Regions from separate parts of the Siniperca chuatsi genome. Here region 1 is linked to region 2. Evidence: chromatin contacts called from public Hi-C data. All regions are on one chromosome and are shown on one strand. The core of a region is the stretch at or near the end of the contact, and the rest is flanking DNA. Distances in the headings are between cores, read along the strand shown. Region 1 holds the start of LOC122867593 (ATP-dependent RNA helicase DHX8). Region 2 holds the start of LOC122867597 (thyroid hormone receptor alpha-B).

Region 1 (5,668 bases), core at 2,339-4,838, 150 kb after region 2:
GTTTGTGTCATGCACACACAAACCTCTCAGTCTCTCTCACATACACACACTTCATGCTCCGTCATAGTAGGAATTTTCCACTCAGCAGCAGGAGAACATTGCAGCCAGCTGCGCTGTCAATTGCAGGATATGGTCGAATCTCAAAGACTGTTTGCAGACACCCTTTTTCTTCCAACCTGCTTTTCCTGGCTTTTTCCTCATGTTCATAACTACACGCATGCACACAACCGCAGGTACACAAAGCACATGATGTACTGTACATAGTCCATGCATTTCAGCCAGCAGCATAACTCTTGATTTTCATCTCTGTTTGTACTCTATTCCTTGTAAACATAAAAGAACTTTACACAAACATGAACATGTGTGTTTACCACGACAGCTGAGCAGAAGAATGCAAATCCAAGTATTGGGACCCAAGGGAGACAGGACGGCCTACTAATAAACCCCCCCCCCCCCGTACACTCTCCTTCCAAAGAATCTATGTAAGATTCTTTGGTTAAGCTCCAACAGTAGCTCTCTTTTTTTCTCTTCTCATCTCTATTTCTCAGTCCATCTAATCCTCACAGTCTCTCCCTCTTTTGTGTCATCACCACTCACCATAGAAATCATGTATAAACTCTTGAAAAGATCAGCTATGTACATGTAGCATGTGTTCTGTATACGTTGGAGGTCTCTTATATAAGTGTGAGTCCACCTCCTCCCCTTCATGTTGCCCATACATTTCCCTGCTTCCTCTCAAATCAGGTCAGGTGAGGACGGCAGAGTGAGAGAACTGCTGTGGTCAGGTGAGGACAGCATTGAAAATATATAAACATTATCTTGGAAGCCTACACCACTTTTAATTTTAATTATATCCCCTACAGTGACTGTGTTTACATTGCTTCATTTACTTTGTGATACAGAGTGACTGGGCTACACACATACATAGAACGAGAGTTACACACAGGTAACTTATTATTTTGCCATTAATTTTTTTCCCCCAGTTTGGTGTGGAAGAACTTGACTGGGCTACACAAAGCCCCAACCTCAACCCCATCCAACACCTTTGGGATGAACTGGATCGGTGACTCTGAGCCAGACCTGATCATCCAACATCAGTGTTGGACCTCACTGATGCTCTTGTGGCTGAATGGGAGCAAATCCCTGCAGCCAGGTTCCAAAATCTGGTGGAGAGACTGAAACCAGAAGAGTGGAGGCTGTGATAGCAGCACAGTAATGCTCATGGTCTCTCAATCACATAATGTTTTGGCCATGTAGTGTATATGCTCTGAACTTTTGGCAGTACTTTTATATTAATCTTAGCTGCAAAAGGATTACATAAATGTGGGGTGTTTATTAACACTTGAGTTACTTCATGACTTATAGTAAAAACGTATTTTTCTTTACAAAGACAGTACCCAAAAGCAGCTAAATCAATTCCAGATTGTATTTTTAACAGTACAAGGGGGGTGAAGTCTTGCAAAATAAAAAATGCATTGACTTGGAAAAGATTATGTGGGACTTCTGAGAAAAGCGACCTCCTGGGATGGAAGTTTCTCCGTGAGAATCCATTACTGCCTAAGTCAACATAGAAAGCCATAAAAATGTAAAATGTATGCTTTTAAAGAAGCTAGAGTGGGGATGTGAGAAATAACAAGTGAAGCAAAAAATAATGACCAAAGATTACAGAGGTTCAGTGCTCATCTAGTGTAACATGTAGCATGCAGACATAATCTCAAAGGTTAACTCCTTCTTAAAATGATTAAATATCAAAGGTTGTGTCAACATGAAAATCATGCAAGAACTTATGTCTCTTGATCAGGAATTAAGCAGTAGTCTGTTGAATAAGTGGTATGTTTATGGGATGGGTAATGAGGATTAAATTTAATAAGAAGATTAGAGGTAGGGGGTCTGAGAGGAGAGAGCCAACTAGACACTGATAGAGGGAAATATGTAAACAGACAGAGGGCTGTGTGTGTGTGCGGGTGGGGGGTGAAGGAGTTGAGGATGTCCTCGAGGCATATGGAAGGTTATTCAAGGACGAGGGGAGGAAGGATGTCTCCCATGTCCTGTATTCCAGCATGTACTCCCAACATAAACACCATACACCTTATACAATATATTATAATGACAGCACATACAAAGTGATACAATATGCAGTTTTGATTTACTGGTCCACACTTCTCTTTCAGTAAAACACTTCCAAGTCTCCATGAGTCAAAAACCTGTTAGTGAATACAAAACCATGAATCATGACTGTATGTAGTGACACTTTGCATACTGGCTAAGATAAAAATAGAGATAAAGTCATAGTGGAAGCCTGAGCTAAGTGCTCAAGATTGCATGGAGTGATTCATTACTATAAACTTATAGTAGAAGCCAGAGTTCATATATCTTGTGTAATTTTTAAATCTGTTTTGGCTCACCGCTTTGTTTCTTGTGACTCCTAGTAAGAATTTGGTATACACTACATGGCCAAAAGTATGTGGATTCCTGAAAATTATGTATTATTATATATGATAATTGTAATTGTTTAACATCTCATTCCAAAACCATGGGCATTAATACAGTATGGTGCCATAGCAGCCTCCACGCTTCTGGGAAGGTTTCGGGACCTGGTTGCAGAGATTTGCTCACATGAGAGCATTAGTTAGGTCAGGAACAAATGGGGGACAATCCATTCCAAAGGTGTTGGATGGGGTTGAGGTCAGGGGTTTTTTTTTGTGCAGACCAGTCAAGCTGGGAAAACCATTTCTTTATGGGCCTCGTTTTGTGCATGGGGGCATTCCCCAAAAAGTTGCCACAAAGTTTGAAGCACACTGCTGTCTAAAATATCAGTGTATGCTGTAGCATTAAGATTTCACTTAATTGGAACTAGCCCAAACCATGCAAATCAGCACAAGATCAAAAGTACACATGTCCACATACTTATGGCCCTATAGTGAGGTTCACTTGTGTCACATTTGAGCAAAATGGATTGAGCAACAAGCTTTTTCTACGTCTAAAATATGTAAAACTCATCGGTTAATAAATAATAATAATTAATTGCACTGTAACAAATGATTTAGGCTACACTAGACATAATGTAGCTCTTGCTGTGCATCCCAAGGGCCATAGCTAGATGTCTAGGCCTACAGAACATGAAACATAAACCAATACATGAGTTAAGTTGTACATGTTTTTGGACACAATTGTATAGGATGTTGCACTCAATCATATTTTGTCAAAATCTGATAAAATGTGCATTAAACATTTACACGAGCCATATACAATTCATAAAACAAAGATCAGGAGCCTAATAATGAGAAACATATATAGGCAATATCTTTATTTCACTTTGTGTTTAACTGATATACCTCAGAGATGCTTTTGATTTGATTGATCACTTTTATAAAATACAGATTGTTACAGCCTGCTGCCAAAACACAAATTGATATTTCACAGTAAAAACCGCACATGCGGAGTCCCAAGTGGCGTTATTGTAAATTTATTGTTAGAAACTTTAGCGCCATCGTGCGGCTCGTAGGAGCAAGACTGGCAACCCCTACATGGTTTCGTCATGATGACGAGCCGGAGCCTCGATGGGGTGAACCAATAGCGAAGCACGTACGACATAAAGGTGGAAGTTGCTCACATTCAATATGTCTGCTGGCGTCTACTTTTCCTGAACAAAACAACACTCGTGGAGAATGGCAAACGGTGGAGTTGACGAGCTATCGCAGCTTGAATATTTGTCTTTGGTGTCCAAGGTCTGCACGGAGCTTGACAACCATCTGGGAATAAGTGACAAAGATTTAGGTGTGTATTTTGTGGCCGAGAACACCCGGACGAAAAATCCTAGCTAACTAGCTGTAGTTAGCTAGCTAACTACAGTTTTATCTGTTAACACCGTAAACTGCATGTTTTTCAAACAGATCAAGTATTTTCCGGACTGTTGTCCCCCGTTAACTAGATACGTGGGCTTGTAATAACATCAAACATTGCTAGAATCGATGTTTCGTGTTTTTTCAACGCTGCATAAACTGCGACTTAGCGTTAGCTAGCTAACTTTACTCCTAATGTCCTGTCCACTGATAATTTGTTGTTTCATTGCTTCGCAGCTGAATTTGTCATCGACCTTGCTGAAAAACAGCCGACCTTTGACGGATTCAAAGCTCTTTTGCTCCAAAATGGAGCCGAATTCACAGTAAGTTCAACGCTAAACGCTGCATTAACAGTCATAAAGTGATGTAAGCTAACGTTAACAGTACTTGGTAACAAATCAGTGTTGTTGTGTTCATTGTAGGATTCTCTCATCGGTAATTTGCTCAGGCTCATTCAGACTATGCGACCTCCATCCGAAGCATCTACGAGTAAAGGTTAGTTGATGTAACTTTTGAGCTGTCAAAGCATTAATTTACTTTAGTTAAACATATCAACTGTACATTAGTGTGTGTGTGTGTGTGTGTATATAATTTTTTTTTTCAATATAGGTAATAGTTTCTATGCTATATAGGGGAACATTTTATTTTGGCATTGTGACGATTAAAAATAGTATTGGGTACTGCTTAGGTTGATCTCCATTCAGAGCCAAAATGCATATTTTACCCATAGAGACATTTTCCCCCAAAATGCTGTGTAATAGCATATTTACTTGTATGTTTTCTATATTTGCACTGTTTAACTGCTACTTCTCTGTGGTCCTCTTGTACAATGACATATGGTGTGTCCTCATCATTCTACTTTGGGAATAATCAACACTACAATTAATGAATAACCGTTGATTTTCAGCCTCTGAGGCTTTGGTCAAGCCGAAGACAGAAAAGGAGAAGCTGAAGGAGTTATTTCCTGCACTGTGTAGACCAAATGATCCAGCACCAAAGGTACATGGCTTTAACACATTATTTGTAGGTGGTATCTGTTTGACTGCACAAGCATAGTTTTGTCATAGGAGAAGCTGGTCTTGACTCTCCTCTTCATAATCAATCTGTCAATACATCCTTACGAGGAGAACACTGTGATTAAATGGGATGAGAGGACATGATGTGATTGTCCATGATTGATGCCAGCTTGAAACAAACCCATTGAAAATCTATGATTCCTCACAAGCCAGGTGGGATGCCTGCCTTTGGACACAAAAAGTTTGCTGATTTACCACCACTGAGCTCTTGATTATGCCTTGCACTGTGTGCCTTAAAGGTGGGGTATGCGATTCTGGAGAAATCCAATATTATGACAAATACCATGATTTAGAACGAACAACGACACAGCAAGTAATGTAACTAATGTTAGCTAGGTTGTGGGTTAGCAAACTGTCGCTACAGTTGCTGCTGTAAAGCTAACATGCAGAGAGGAGGAGACGTTTCCCAGAGCCAGTGAACCAGTTCCAGACAGCGATATTCATAACTCTCCTGCTGCTATAGCTAACATCACAACAGCAGCATATGTTACCTGACATACAAATCATGGCTGTAATAGTGTTGTGTGGCTTGGTCCGAGCCATTTTTTTTCCTTTCCAATTTACAGAGCCAGGGCTGTGTACACACACCAGATTTTTTTTTTTTTTTTTTTTTTTTTTTCACGCATACACAGAACGGACAGCTAGCGGACCGTGAGGAGATATTAATGTTAATATTTACTGATTTGGAGGAGGGGAAAAAAAGTGTATTGGATTAGAATCGCATACCTCACCTTTTTAATTATGTGAAAA
Region 2 (5,339 bases), core at 1,238-3,737:
GAGTGGTAGTAGGATAATGTTTTGGCCTGATTTAAGCTTATTTATGAATAATTTTACAGCCAGACAATGAATTACAACCCCAACAATAGAGCAAAAGTTTATTTATATAACACATTTCATTCCAAGGGTAATATGCCGTGCTTCATAGAAAAGCAAAGATCATTAAAAGTATATGTACATACATACATGGTGCACAAATAAACAATTAAAACGATCAGTTTCAATTTAATTCAATTAAACACACATCCACAATGACACAAGGCTAATTTAAAAAAAAAAAAAGGAGAATAGAAATCTTTGTCTGCTTTACCGGATTGCAAGTTATTAATTATTTTTTCCTATCATAGCTGTTTTAGCACTTTGACACAATACATTTGGTGGAAATCTAAGCTTGCAGGCAGCCAAAAGAAAATAACAACCAATACCAAATCAAGAAATCACAGTACTATGACACTGCAGAAAACACTGGGGACAGATTTGACTGTGCCAGTATTCCCCTTTGACCAAATTGGAATTTTGTGGCTTTAGTAATGGCGGTGAATGGTAAACCCAAATAAAAACTTCTAACGTTCCAGATGCTACATCCATATTTTTTAGAGCCTGTGGTGGGAATAGATTCATATAGAAGGGCTGTTAGCCATCTGTCCATCCTCGCACTCATTCACGTGTCCATCCATTCTCAAGGCCAGATGTCCTTTCCATGGCAACATCCTCCAGTTCCTTTACAGCCCAATCTGCAACAGCTGTGCATGTAGATGCAGTGGCCAGTAGCTCCTTGAAATTTTGCTACGTTTTTACGTCTTTAATGCTGAAACATCATTGAATGATGTCTGATTGGATTTGTTTTAAATAGCTAAGCCCAAATAGTTCAAATCGACTGGAACAGGAGATCTTGACCATGGCGATGGCTGCGTGTACAGATGCTTCGACCTGTAGCTCTTTCAGACTCCGCTAGCTACATTCTTGTTTTTCATCGGGTTTTTTTTCTTCATTTTTTAGGCTTTATTGCTGAAACGCGTATTACCTATGACAGTAATACATCATCGTGGTCATCGGAGGTTTGGATTAAAGAGCAGCGGACCTTGACCCAGATCAGTCGGACCAGGCAGGCACCACGGCGGCTGCTGTGATCGGCCAGGAGGAGAGGAAAGAGAGCCGGGATAGGAGCCATGCTGGCCCAGCTTGGACTTAAGGCTGCTCCTGGCTAAGGTCCGGTCTGGATGAAATGTTAGCATGATAACATGTTAAACTAAGCTGGTGACCATGATAAACATTATACCTGTTAACATTGTCAGTTTGAACGTGTTAACATGCTGAGGTTAGCATTTAGCTCCAAGCAATGTTGTGCCTTAGTGCAGAGTCATAGAGCCACTAGCGTGGTTGTAGACTAGTTTCCTGTCCACAATAGCTTAGTGTGACTGCACTGTTGAAGGAGAATAGAAATCTTTGTCTGCTTTACCGGATTGCAAGTTATTAATTTTTTTTTTCTAGCATAGCTGTTTTTAGCACTTTTCCACTAAATGTCAATCTAAGCTTGCAGGTAGCCAATAGACCAACCATAAGCCAATAAATTGGCTATTTATTTCAGCACTAATCAATGTTAATATCATATCAATAGGGCTGAAACGATTAGTTGATTTATCGATTAGTCAACTGTTTTGATAACTGATTTATCTTTGTTATTTTTCAAGCAAAAATGCAAAACATTTGCTGATCCCATCTTCTCAGATGTGAGTATTTGACGCTTTTCTTTATCTTATATGATAGTAAACTTAATATCTTTGAGTTTTGGCCTGATGGTCACATAAAACAAGCAATTTCAATAAGTAGGAAAATAATTCAAATAACTTGTTTTGTCCTTGAAAATATGCAATTTACAGTGATTAAAAACAGATACGCAGAAAATCCTCACATTTGAGACGCTGGAAGCAGGAAATGTTTAGTATTTTTGCTTGATAAATGACTTTCATGATTAATGATAATCAAAACTGTTGTTAATTTCCCTGACTAAGTGACTAATCGATTAATTAGCTTATTATTTCAGCGCTAATCAATATTATTACCCTTCAAAGAAGGGCTTGACCACACTGAATCCAATCATGAGAAATCTAAGGAGTGATTACATTGTTGTTGCATTAATTGTATTTTCATATTTCTCTGACAAACGTCTCTTTCAGTGACATAGATAGCTGATGATTAATAATTCTTGGAGGACAGTGTTTCTCATTGCAGCATTTAATACCCCAGTCGTGTCCCTTCACCAAAGCTGAAATTTCTTATCTAGTTTATACAAGGTGGACTAATCTCACCTTCCCAAAGGGAGGAGGAGGAGGAGGAGGAAGGAGGGTGCTTCAGCGCAGTGATGATGAAGTCAATAAATAAGGAAAGCAGAGACGACTCGAGGCGGCGGGGGATGTTCCGCATTTCACATCTCAACGTAGCAACATGTGTTTGTGTGTACAGTTTGTGCTTTACAGTGGTGGTCCTGTAGAGAGCGGTAGATAGTTTTGATAAGTGGTGACACAGCCGAGCGCTCCCCTTACTGTACAGTAAAAGCGGAGGGAGGAGCGAGCGTGTAAGTTAACGTTGGTATTTCTTTTTTGGTTCTTTTCCTCCTGTCGCTGAAGCCCGTCCAAACGCTACTGGAAGGCAGCAAAAAGGTGGAAGAAACTACTCCTTTCCACGCAAAAGCTTTGCAGGAAGGCGGCCGGGGAGCAGTGAGAGGAGGGCGATAATCTGACAGTAGGCTCCGAGGCGCAGCAGCTTGGCGGAGGACTGGGCTCGGAGTGAGGGGACGTGTAGCCACTCAGCGCCGCCGCTACACTTGTGCAGAAACCGGAGGAGCCCCGCTGACTTTCTCCCGCTTCAGTTCCGCCTAAAGCCATAATAGCCAACCGAAACTGGTGCCCAGACCGCGTGGGGGGTAACCGACGGTAAGTGTCGTTATCAGGCTTGAACCCGCCCGACGGTCACAGCGTGCTGTGCATGCAGTTGTTTGGCGGTGCTAGCTTCTGTGGCCTGGGCTGGTTTGACAGATCAGATCAGCAGCCAAGGTACACACGGTGTACTGTACAGGCAGAGTCTAACCTTGTTGGTCTGTGGCCATTCCGCCACTATTGTTGACGTTGCCCTCTGGTTAGTAGTTGTTGTCAATTAAACGGTAACACTGCCGGATATTAACTGCAAAGCGGTAATGGTGCCTTTTTTTTAGTGCATCATGCTTGTAGGATACTATGTGCTGCACACAGGCCCGAACTTGGATAAATGCCTCCTGCACTCTGGCGCGCGCATGGTCCAATCACGCATGCACACACACACACACACACACACACACACACACACACACACACACACACACACACACACACAGGCAGATAGACTGATCAGTAAAGATCACTAGATATAATACACCCGTAATACTTCTGTAGGGAGCCTTTCAATTCAGTCATATGACACTAATTTGGTTTTCCTCTTTTCTCCTCCTCGAGGAGCTGTAGAAGGGAGTTTTTAATGCATACTGACATTCTTATTTCAATAGCATTAGCAATATTCAAGTGCATAATAGTACTATTGATCCAAGTGAAGTGCTATAACTAAGGTAAGGCTGTAAAGAAAGGGAAACCCACCCTAAGTCAACTTGCATTTACTCAACTTGGAATAAATCTTTCTTAACCAAATTAAGTGTATGAACACTGGGTTATTAACATTCATATAATTCATGCATCTGTGTAAATATAGTTTATTATTGTGTATAATGGTCCCTGTGATGCTCACAGACTCATGCTCACATTTAGAGAGTCAGTTTTTTTTTTTGCTTCATGGTTACATAACTGACTGTATTACAACAAATGTCCAGTGCAGTCCAGATGATCACTGTCTGATCTTGTCAGTTAATACGTATCAAAAATCGCCAGTATCGGAACAGACTGTTCTAGTGAGGCACAATGTGCATTGCATTAAAACTGTCAGGGTCGGGTATTAAATTACCACAGACTCTGTGACTCAGTTGTACAAAAAAATGTGTGTGCTTTAGATAAACATGCTCACAAAATACAGTACAACTCAATACAAAAGGGTGTACTTTTTGTTGAAAGACAAAATTGCTCAGGAAGTTACCTTGACATGAATGCACTGATTATATAAAAGCTAAAATGCTTAATGTTGCCAAGAAACACTTTAATAACACAGCCTGATGTCCCGTATCCCTGACTGACTGCTGAAACTTAATCATTCACTTAGACCATGTGAAAATCCCCAGTGAAAATAATCTCAGTGCATGACTGAGCACAGCAGATCATGAATATAATGGTGACAGTTTCTTTAGTGTGTTTTCAGCTGTTTGTGTGTGAAGGCCTTCATCACCACATTACAGCGCTGTAATAATTAAATCACTCAATGTAACCACTCTGCTCAGAGCCTTTTCAGGGTCTCCATTCTCAGTGGCATTCATTTTCACAGTACTATCTTACACTGTGCTGATAGAAAGTGACAGCCTAAAAGCTGTATGCTCTTGCAGTTGAATCCATCAAGCTGGCAACAGAAGCATTTCCTCTGACACACTGAAGCTTATTTTAAAAGGCAGAGTGTATGGCTTTTCCTAACAACAGGGTAACCAGTGAACATTTTGAATAATTCTGTCCCTTAAATGTCTAAATTGCTAGACTTCAGCTGTCATTGCAAACTTTTAAAAGGTTGTAGTCTCATTTTACAGTATGAATACAGTCATCAGGAAGAAAACATCTTTCTCACAGTTTTTCTCAATGTGACATCTTGTAGAAATTAAACAAACAGATGAAGCTATGTTGTTTTTTTAAGTTTGGAGGAACATTAAGAAGCTTTTTTACATAAGCATATCGTCCTATTTATTCCTCTCAAAGTACTGAAGTTCAAACGTGTCTGGAATATTGCATACACCATTATTAATAAATATTTTCCCTGTCATTATTATGTAAATGTATGTGGTGCTAAACCCCTGCAGATTCTTAGGATGTTATACCAAAACGGGCTAAAACAAAGCTAATTTATGTCAGATCAGCTGGTATGGCCCCAGATGCCCACTGTTCATTAATCATTAGCCATCAGTTTAAATCGCAGTGTTGTCTCCCTGGGTTGATTATTAGCCCTGGACAAATCCACCATTCAAGTATAAATGTTTTCTCTAAGGATATAATTTTAAATAGAGCAAGTGTGGGCTATGAAGAGGGCAAAAACGTGTCATCAGTGGCACTCAGATAAGTCTTCCATTAGAAACAAACAGACAAAGAGGTGATGTTTTCTTAAACACTGGCACTTTATTTTTCCCTTTTTCCTTTATTGTAAATAGTTTTTCCATGCATAGA

What was found. A called contact is a pair of places that touch in the nucleus more often than the background predicts.
Region 1: a Hi-C map of skeletal muscle shows a contact between it and region 2, with 5 times the contacts expected there. The contact joins the promoter of LOC122867593 here to the promoter of LOC122867597 in region 2. A contact is called at or near these places in 3 of 3 Hi-C or Micro-C datasets (liver, skeletal muscle and an unstated tissue).

The regions. Positions count from the first base shown.
Region 1 is chrLG20:5,081,059-5,086,726 of ASM2008510v1, forward strand. It overlaps LOC122867593 (ATP-dependent RNA helicase DHX8), which reads left to right and starts at 3,589. Exons shown (of 23, transcript XM_044178570.1): 1 at 3,589-3,777; 2 at 4,080-4,165; 3 at 4,265-4,337; 4 at 4,750-4,841. The coding sequence starts at 3,669.
Region 2 is chrLG20:4,934,494-4,939,832 of ASM2008510v1, forward strand. It overlaps LOC122867597 (thyroid hormone receptor alpha-B), which reads left to right and starts at 2,488. Exons shown (of 10, transcript XM_044178578.1): 1 at 2,488-2,933.